2 separate regions of the Pan troglodytes genome follow, and region 2 is linked to region 1. A link is a contact called in public HiChIP or PLAC-seq data. All regions are on one chromosome and are shown on one strand. The core of a region is the stretch at or near the end of the contact, and the rest is flanking DNA. Distances in the headings are between cores, read along the strand shown. Region 1 holds the start of MSH3 (mutS homolog 3). Region 2 holds the start of FAM151B (family with sequence similarity 151 member B).

Region 1 (5,132 bases), core at 1,741-4,240:
ATGGATTTCCTGTCTTCCCTTATCACAAATTCTCTGATACCATAAAACTAGAGAAAAATCTGCTCAACTGTCTATATGCAACGCCACCTCTAGAAATCCAGGAACTCAGGCACTCAGGCAGGCTGGGTTTTTATTTATTTATTTTTGCTGTTTTTTGTTTGTTTTTTGTTTTGAGACAGAGTCTCGCTTTGTTGCCCAGGGTGGAGTGCAGTGGCACAATCTTGGCTCACTGCAACCTCCGCCTCCTGGGCTCAAGTGATTCTCCTGCCTCAACCTCCCAAGTAGCTGGGATTACAGGCAACCACCAGCACGCCCAACTAATTTTTGTATTTTTAGTGGAGATGGGATTTCACCATGTTGGCCAGGCTGGTCTTAAACTCCTGACCTCAGGTGATCCACCTGCCTTGGCCTCCCAAAGTGCTGAGATTACAGGTGTGAGCCCCCGCGCCCAGCCTAGGCATGCTGTTTTTATTCAATGCCTTTTACAGACACAAAGAGCAGCTCTAAGCAAAAAAAAAGCGGGGAGAGTAGATCTGCAGGTCCTGATACTGAAAATTGTTCAAAATTTTCTATTAAGTAGAAAAAGATAGTAGCAAATTGGTATAGAATATAATATAATCTGTAAAATATATTTAAACTAATTTTTGAGCTTATGACTATGCACATATACACGTATAAATTTTTAAAATCTGGAAGTATATACAGAACACCAATAGCAGTGGGCCTCACTCAAAGGGAGGGATTATGGGGTCTATCACTGCCTACCTTCCACATTTCTGTACTGTTTGAAATTTCTGTAGCAAGAATGTTTTAATTTTATAACCAGGACAAAAATAGCTAGAAGGAATAAAGGAGAAAGTTGGGAGAACTACAGCTAAATTGCAGAATTCTAGCTCTACCATCCCCTTAACCTCTTATACACATCACCATCACCTATAGGGGGCCACTCTGCTCAGGAACAAAAGGGACCTTTCTCCACAAAGAAAAAAGACACAATTCTAATAGGCTCTTCTGCCCTCTGGAGAATTCCAGAATACCAGAGCCATGACTGAGGAGAAAAAAGAATCCCCCACAACTCACCAGAGTTGCCAGACATTCCCAGATCACTTCCTCCTTCCTTTTGTTGGACTTTCTTTACTTTCTTTTTAACAGGCCCATCATTTTCCAATGGTCTCTTCTTTCTTCTGCCAATTTCTGTAGCCTATATCGGGAAGGTTAGAAAATGATGTGTTATCTCTACTCTGAGAAGGCCTGACGTATGTGAAGCAATTTAAACCTTACAACTGAATGACAAGGTTCCTTGCCATCCACTCTTCAAAGAATCCTCTACTTTTAGCTCTGGAAAACCCTATGGGTGAACTGTTTTTAACACCATAAAAGACAAGGTAGACTCTGATAGTCAGGAGCCTCAGCAACTGAAGCCGTGTTTAGAATTAATTGAAACCAAGGCTGCTACCAGTCTTGACTCAATGAGCCTTCAGCTTTCTTTAATTATAAAACTTGAATCACCCTACTTACATATGCTAAATAAAATACCTCTAAGAAATAAACAGTTATGTAGCAAAGGCACAGAGGGGAAAAGATAGGTAATAAAAGAACAGTATCATTTTTGACATGTTCATTGCAATTTAAGTGTTTCCTGTTTAAACGGTTTATGTTCATCACTAAAGATGTGACAAGATTATGAACTTTTTCTTGGCAGAAAACTTGCCAAAAGCATACATAAGTCCTTCACCAGCTACCCTTTAAATGGTGGGTACAAAATTTTGGTGAATTCATGAAAATGTAGCTCGTCCTCAAAAAAAACAGAAGAGGAGTAATCATTTTAAGGGAGAAATATATACGAAAGGAACAAGATTTTGAAGCACCCAAGCTGTCACCTACATTAAAACACGGTAGGTGGCTAAAAACCAGTCTTCAATGCCCTTGCACAGCCTCAGTCTGAAAAATACTGTGCAGGTGACCCAAGTGAGGGGTCACCCTTGGCCTTTTCCTGTGGCAGTATCTCTGGTTTAAAAACAAACAAACGTACTTATTGCGTTGAAGGATGGCAACAGGAAGGACTCCATGATTAGTCACATCTATACCATTCTAAGAAACTTTATCCACCCAAATTGTATTTCAGACTTTATAATCTAAACTACAAAAAGTGTTCACTGGGGAACTGCACAATATGACTGCTTTTAACCGTAGTGATTTCAAATATTGAGCCATGCTGTTGCAGTCTTAAAAACTGGAGACCTAAGGGCAGCTTTCTTCTAGTCACCCAATCCAGCACTTTTTTAAAAAATCAGTAAAACTCTTCGACCACCAAGGAAAAAAAAAAAGGATGGAGGTTAAAAGACGCACCCCTTGCCCACAAGCTCCCTCATCAGTATGCGAGTCAGGAGACCTGAGTTCCTGTCTCAGGCCTGCCATTAAAAACCTGCGTAACCTTTGCCTATCTCCTCAAACGGAAGTACTAAAACCTCAGCGCTTCACCCAGTTTGTAGCCCCGGCTGGGCTCTTCCCACCTTCCCCTTCTTCAGCCCGCCCCTTCCTCCTCCAGCCCTATCATCGGGCGGAGGGTCCCCGCCTCCGCCCGCGTTACCCACAAGCCCCGCCCCCCCAGCCCCGATGGCCCTGCCCAGTCCCAGACAGAACCTACTACGTGCGGCGGCAGCTGGGGCGGGAAGGCGGGCGCTGGGGGCGCTGGGGGCGCTGCGGGCGCTGCGGCCGCTGCAGCGCCAGGGTCCACCTGGTCGGCTGCACCTGTGGAGGAGGAGGTGGATTTCAGGCTTCCCGTAGACTGGAAGAATCGGCTCAAAACCGCTTGCCTCGCAGGGGCTGAGCTGGAGGCAGCGAGGCCGCCCGACGCAGGGTTCCGGCGAGACATGGCAGGCCCGGCGGCAGGGCCCGGCGAGGAGCGCGAGCCCGCGGCCGCAGTTCCCAGGCGTCTGCGGGCGCGAGCACGCCGCGACCCTGCGTGCGCCGGGGCGGGGGGGCGGGGCCTCGCCTGCACAAATAGGGACGAGGGGGCGGGGCGGCCACAATTTCGCGCCAAACTTGACCGCGCGTTCTGCTGTAACGAGCGGGCTCGGAGGTCCTCCCGCTGCTGTCATGGTTGGTTCGCTAAACTGCATCGTCGCTGTGTCCCAGAACATGGGCATCGGCAAGAACGGGGACCTGCCCTGGCCACCGCTCAGGTATCTGCCGGGCCGGGGCGATGGGACCCAAACGGGCGCAGGCTGCCCACGGTCGGGGTACCTGGGCGGGACGCGCCGGGCCGACTCCCGGCGAGAGGATGGGGCCAGACTTGCGGTCTGCGCTGGCAGGAAGGGTGGGCCCGACTGGATTCCCCTTTTCTGCTGCGCGGGAGGCCCAGTTGCTGATTTCTGCCTGGATTCTGCTGCCTGGTGAGGTCTTTGCCCTGCGGCGCCCTCGCCCAGGGCAAAGTCCCAGCCCTGGAGAAAACACCTCACCCCTGCCCACAGCGCTCCGTTTGTCAGGTGACGCCCAAGGGATAATGTTTTGAGTAACGCTGTTTCTCTAACTTGTAGGAATGAATTCAGATATTTCCAGAGAATGACCACAACCTCTTCAGTAGAAGGTAATGTGGGATTAAGTAGGGTCTTGCTTGATGAAGTTTACCAGTGCAAATGTTAGTTAAATGGAAAGTTTTCCGTGTTAATCTGGGACCTTTTCTCTTATTATGGATCTGTATGATCTGTATGCAGTTCCCAAGGTTCATTTACCATTATTAAAAAATTTTTGTCTTAGAAATTTTATGTATGTCAACGCACGAGCAAATCATCAGGCATGGTGCAGAATTGGCAGCTGGGTGGAGGCTTCGGTGGAGGTTAGCACTCCGAAAGGAAAACAGAGTAGGCCTTTGGAACAGCTGCTGGAAGAGATAAGGCCTGAACAAGGGCAGTGGAGAAGAGAGGGTAAAAATTTTTTAAGGTTACATGACCCTGGATTTTGGAGATCTGGAATTTAAAGGTGATGCACCAGGGATGAACGCTCAGATTTTCAGTTTGAAAGCTGGCGTGACATGTAAAGGAGTGGAGAATAATGTACCATTGTAATGATGAGGCGCCTCTAGGACATCTAGGATAATTTCAGGCATGGGGATCTAGGTGAATTGAACTGTTGGAGGGAAGGGAATAACCAAGGAAAAGAATGTGGGGGTTGAGAGATGCCCCGTTTAAAACCTAAGAGACCTGGATATTTATGGTTGTAAGAGGAGGCATGGCAGAGGAAATGGAAACAGTAAGAAAGGAGCAGATGCTGCATCTCTTTAATGGGACAGATACAAGGCATTTGGGTTTGACACTTAGGTCACTGGTAGAGATGATGACAAGAGCCCATAGCTAAAGAATTGATAAAAGCCAGTCTCAAAAATCCCAATATAGTCTGGTAATGTTAATGTTTCTTTGGTTCAGATAGCTGACTCTCAAAGTTATTTTCCTAAGAAATTGAACCAAAAGTGGATGTTATATGTAAAAAGTTTTTATAGAAGTGTTAGTAGGATAGAGACATAATTAAACATGTTTTAAGATAATTGAGTGGAACATTAAGCACCTATTTTTAAAAGTATGATTTAATATCAATCTACAAAGTACACAAATATAATACAATTGTATCAAACAGTTGTGACAGCACTGATTAGAGGCTGAACATTATTCTAAGTCTTTAATTCCCACAACAACCCTAGAAGCAGGAACTATTGTTATCTCTATTTTATAGATAAAGAAAGTAAACCACAAGGGGTTAACACGATTTGTCTTGTGGATGACAAAATGCATTCAACTTGAGCACTTTGACTCAGAATCTTTTTTTTTTTTTTTTTTTTAAGAGGGAGTCTTGCTCTGTCGCCCAGCCTGGAGTGCAGTGGCGCCATCTCCGCTCACTGCAAGCTCCGCCTCCCGGGTTCACACCATTCTTCTGCCTCAGCCTCCTGAGTAGCTGGGACTACAGACGCCTGCCACCACACCTGGCTAATTTTTTGTATTTTTAGTAGAGACGGGGTTTCACCGTGTTAGCCAGGATGGTCTCGATCTCCTGACCTCGTGATCTGCCCATCTCGGCCTCCCCAGAATCTTTACTATGTCATACACAATTGCAAATGATTAAAACTAAATATTGGATAT
Region 2 (4,891 bases), core at 1,167-3,666, 160 kb after region 1:
TGTAAACCTTGCATCGATTCAGAAGAGAATCTGGATTTATACAGCCTGTGAGTGAGAATGGTGTAAGTCTTGAGTGTGAGCTTTGTCCTAGATTTGTTTGGATTCTTAGGAAAACTAGGCATTAAAAGGATTTATACTGAGAAGTAAAGAGCACAAGGGTTAAAAAAGGAAAACTCTGGTCTGAAGAAAATGTTCTATGGAGGTTTAGCACAGATCTTAAAAAAGAGAGAGAGAAAAAAGTTCACATCCTTTGATCCAGTAATTTCAGTTACAAGAATCGTGTCCAGGATAAAAACAAACCAAAAACATAACTGAGGAAGAACAATGCAAAAATGTTCATTACAGAATGAATTCTAACAAAACAAAACAAAACAGGAAACGACTGATTAACGTTCAGCGTTAGGAGACTGGTTAATTACAATATAATTGTATACAATATAATTGTATAAAACACTTCAGTCATTCACAATTATGTTTATAAAAACCTTGGTGACATGGGATAGTATAAGATGCAGGATTTTAAAAATTATGTTTACCATGACCTTAACTCTATTTTTAAGAGTCAGGGTTGTTAGAAAATACCAAAAAGTTAGTAGTGGTGCCTGTGGGTATCAGCATTTGGGGGATTTTTTTTTCCTATTTCCCTATACTAATATACTTTATAAATGTTCTATAATGGCATTTATCAGGACCTGGACATTTTTCGCTTACACACACATTTTATTCCAAGATTCTGTAAACCGTGCATCGATTCAGAAGAGAACCTGTATTTATACAGCCTGCTAGTCAGAATGGTGAAAGCGTGTATTATTTTTACAATTAGGGAAAAAAATCTAAACTGAAGAAAGAACGCGTCACTGACGTTGTCTCATGCCACTACTTAAGTTTACAGAAAAGATACTGTAACCTTCAAGAGCGGAACTGCTGTCCCGCGAGTTGAAGCATCTGATTCCAAGGGGAATCAAGCGAGCCGCACTCTGCCAGCTTTCCAGGCAGCGCGCTCAGCAGCGGGACTATGCCGGGCCGGCCCAGTCCGCATTCCCAAGCCTCCCCCAGCTTTCAAAGAGGAACCGACTGACCCAGACCGCCCCCATGCGGTCCGCTGAAATTAAGGATTAGGGAAACGTCACATTCCTTTCTTTCCAACTCAGACCTCAAAAGACACTGACCCTGCCATTCTCGACCTCCCCTAACGCCTGTCATTCTCGACCTCCCCTAACGCCTGTCCCTTAGAGCCCACCCGGCAAACCAAGGTCCTTGCCAGGCGATCGCGGGCGCGCCCCGAGTGCAGAGCGGGCTCCAAGCCCAGCCGCCCGGTTCTGCGCGGCGCGCTCCCAAGTCCCTAGCAAGGAAGACCGCGGGAGCCCGCAAAGGGAGGGTGCCGCCAGCGGAGCCTCTCAAAGCGCCCCACCTCCAGGCAGACGCCGCGCGCTCGGCGCTTACCTGGGCCTCCAGCGGATGCTGCCATGGTGACGACGCCCGCCGTCCGCGCAAGCGCCCAGGCTGGCGCCCCTGCTAACCGGGCACTGGTGGCAGGGAAGTTCGACTCCACAAACCACAGGCCTCGGCGGGGGAAGAGCCCGGCGGGCGCCAGCGAAGCGGAACCAAACGGAGCGGCGGCACGCAGGCGCAAAGGCTGGCGTTCGAGGTTCGTTTACGCGCCGCTCCGCCGTGCAGGTGGTGGCGAAGCGCTCCTCCGAAAGGTTTCGGAAGCCGGTGGTAGCTCTGAAGATAACGCTGCGTTAGGGCATACTGCGGCGGAGGATGGAACTCCGATTGAAAGCAGTTGCTGGAGTGGAGCACGAATTTCAAAAGTTGGGTATATTTTCTTTTAAATGTTAGTAATATCCTAAAAGGGTGTGGAATCATTACTGATAAAAATCAGTGTTTCTGGCCGGGCACGGTGGCTCAGGCCTGTACTCCCAGCACTTTGGGCGGCCGAGGTGGGCGGATCACTTGAGGTCAGGAATTCGAGACCATCCTGGCCAACATGGTTAAAACCCGTCCTTACTGAAAATTTAAAAAATTATCCTGGCGTGGTGGCGCGCGCCTGTAATCCCAGCTACTCGGGAGGCTGAGGCACAAGAATGGCTTGAACCGGAGAGGTGGAGGTTGCAGAGAGCCGAGATCGCTCCACTGCGCTCCGGTCTGTGCGATAGAGCTAGGCTCTGTCAAAAAAAAAAATAAATAAATAAAAAAGTTTTTATACAAAGTTACCGAGCTGATAACTTGAAGTTTTCTTTCCCCTTCTGTCTCTCCACCAGTGTTCACTCAGAAAACGCTCTCAGCAACTGGGTCCTCCCATCCACTGTCTTTCTAGCCCTCCTTAACTCATTACTTTTTGAAGCCAAACTAGTGATCAGAATTAACAACAAAGCTCTGCCATTTTCAGCTTCTGTGACCAAAAAACTCAATCTGCCAGTGCTACGTAGAGTTAGGATAACTAACATCACCTGACACGTAATACAAAGGGGAGCTATTCTTGCCCAGCCTTTCAGATAAAATATTTTTCATCACTCCAAAGCAATCACTCTCCATTTACCCCCTTCCTACCCCCAGGCAACAACTCATCTACTTTCTGTCTCATGAATTTGCCTATTCTGGAATTTCATGTAAATAGAATCACAGACTGTATGTATGATCTTTGTAACTGGCTTCTTTCACTTAGCATGTTTTCAAAATTCATCCATGTTTTAGCATGTATCAGTACTTCCTTCCTTCTTATGTTGGAATAAATTCCAGTTTGTAAATACCACATTTTATGTGTGTCCATTCAACAGCTGATGGACATTCGGGTTGTTTCTACATTTTGTCTTTTATGAATGCTGCTGCTATGAACATTCATGGACAAGTTTTGTGTGGACGTATATGAATACATTCCTGTGTACATATCTGTGTACATACCTAGGAGTGGAACTACTTGTTCATATAGTAACTGTTAACTGTGTGAGGAACTGCCAGTTTTGCAAATCAGCTGTACCATCTTTCATTCCCACCAGCAATGTATGAAGATTCCAATTTCCCCACATCCTTACCAGTCAGTACTTGTTATTATGTGTTTTTTAAATTATAGCTATCCTAGTAGATATGAAGTACTACCTCATTATCTTGATTTGTAGTTCCCTACTAATAATATTGAGCATATTTTCAGGTGCTTATTGGTCATTTATATATTTCCTTTGGAGAAATGTCTTCTCAAATCCTGTGCTCATTTCAATTGTGAGAATTCTTTATATAGTCTCAATACAAGTCCCTTAACAGATAATTTGCAAATATTTGCAATATTTTCTCCCATTGTGCAGATTGTCTTTTCACTTTCTTGATGGCATTGATTGCAGTACAAGTCTTTTTTTAAAAACTTGTTTTTCTTTTTTTTTAGATGAAGTCTCACTCTGTTGCCCCAGGCTGGAGTGCAGTGGCACGATCTCGGCTCACTGCAACCTCCACCTCCCGGGTTCAAGCGATTCTCCTGCCTCAGCCTCCTGAGTAGCTGGGATTACAAGCACGCACCACCACGCCTGGCTAATTTTTGTATTTTTAGTAGAGACAGGATTTCACCATGTTGGCCAGGCTGGTCTCGAACTTCTGACCTCAAGTGATCCACCCGCCTCAGCCTCCCAAAGTGCTGGGATTACAGGCATGAGCCACTGTGCCCGGCTTTTTTTTTTTTTTTTTTTAACTTTTAACTTCAGGGGTCCAAGTGCAGGTTTGTTACATAGGTAAACTGTGTCATAGGGGTTTGTTGTACAGGTTGTTTCATCACCCAGGTATTAATCCTAGTACCCATTCATTGTTTCTCCTGCTCTCCCTCCTCCCACCCTCCACCCTCCAAAAGTCCCAGTGTGTTGTTCCCCACTCTGTGTCCATGTGTCTCATCATTTAGCTCCCACTTGTAAGTAAGAGCATGCAGTATTTGGTTTCTGTTCCTGCATCAGTTTGCTAAGTTTTTATGACATATTGGTCACAATATTACAATATTTTCATATATTTTACAATAACTGACTCAAAATTCCTCTTCACTGTCCTTATTTTTAGAGCTGCATGTTGAAGTGTGAGGCGTGAAAGGGTATGTCTGATATTTGCTTTAAAATGCTCCAGCAAAGAAATTAAGGGATGGATGAAGCAAAAGAGGTAAGTCTTGATAGTGCTGACTCGGAGGATTGTTGTAGGCTGGGTATATAGATTTTCATCCTACTATTTCCTTTACTTCTGAGTGTTTGGAAATTTTATGGTAAAAATAAGTCTAATTACTTTTTTGGCACAAAAAAAGGTTTTGTAAGTTAAGGGTACATGCTGCACTGGGGAAAGAATATAACGATTAGAATGTGAGACACAGGCCCCAATTTGAGTCTGGGGCTGCTTTTGGTGACATCTAAACATGAATAAAGGCCAGGCATGGTGGCTCACACATGTAATCCCAGTACTTTGGGAGGCTGAGGCAGGAGGAGACCATGACTTTGAGACCAGCCTGGACAACATAGTGAGACCCATCTCTACAAAAAAATAAAAAACAAGCCAGGTGTGTCGGCATGTGCCTGTAGTATCAGCTAATCAGGAGGCTAAGGTGGGAGGATTGCTTGAGCCCAGGAACTCAAGGCTGCAGTGAGCCATGATCACACCACTGCACTCCACCTGGGCCACAGAGTGAGACTCTGTCTCAAAATCAAAACAAAGCACTGCATGAATACAGCTTACCTCATTTTCAGAGTCCTAATAGCTAGAAAGTTTTCCCTCAAATTCCAATTTAGTTTCTAGCTGTGTGACTTTGGACAGATTACTCTCTCTCTCTGAACTTGGTATCTAGTCTATGAAATGCAATAATAAATCACAGGGGAACTGGGTGCAGTGGCATGCACTTGTAGGCTCAGCTACCCAGGAGGCTGAGGCAGGA

The links. HiChIP or PLAC-seq counts read pairs in DNA pulled down with a chosen protein or histone mark.
Region 2: an H3K4me3 HiChIP or PLAC-seq map of stem cell-derived excitatory neurons shows a contact between it and region 1, with 4 times the contacts expected there. The contact joins the promoter of FAM151B here to the promoter of MSH3 in region 1. A contact is called at or near these places in 1 of 7 Hi-C or Micro-C datasets (stem cell-derived neural progenitor cells) and 1 of 1 datasets of contacts at active chromatin or transcription factors (stem cell-derived excitatory neurons).

Annotation. Positions count from the first base shown.
Region 1 is chr4:35,402,219-35,407,350 of NHGRI_mPanTro3-v2.0_pri, forward strand. It overlaps MSH3 (mutS homolog 3), which reads right to left and starts at 2,991. Exons shown (of 21, transcript XM_054684241.2): 1 at 2,648-2,991; 2 at 1,081-1,201. The coding sequence starts at 2,875. It overlaps DHFR (dihydrofolate reductase), which reads left to right and starts at 2,999. Exons shown (of 7, transcript XM_009448936.5): 1 at 2,999-3,185; 2 at 3,540-3,589. The coding sequence starts at 3,100.
Region 2 is chr4:35,565,149-35,570,039 of NHGRI_mPanTro3-v2.0_pri, forward strand. It overlaps FAM151B (family with sequence similarity 151 member B), which reads right to left and starts at 2,417. Exons shown (of 6, transcript XM_527209.6): 1 at 1,444-2,417. The coding sequence starts at 1,468.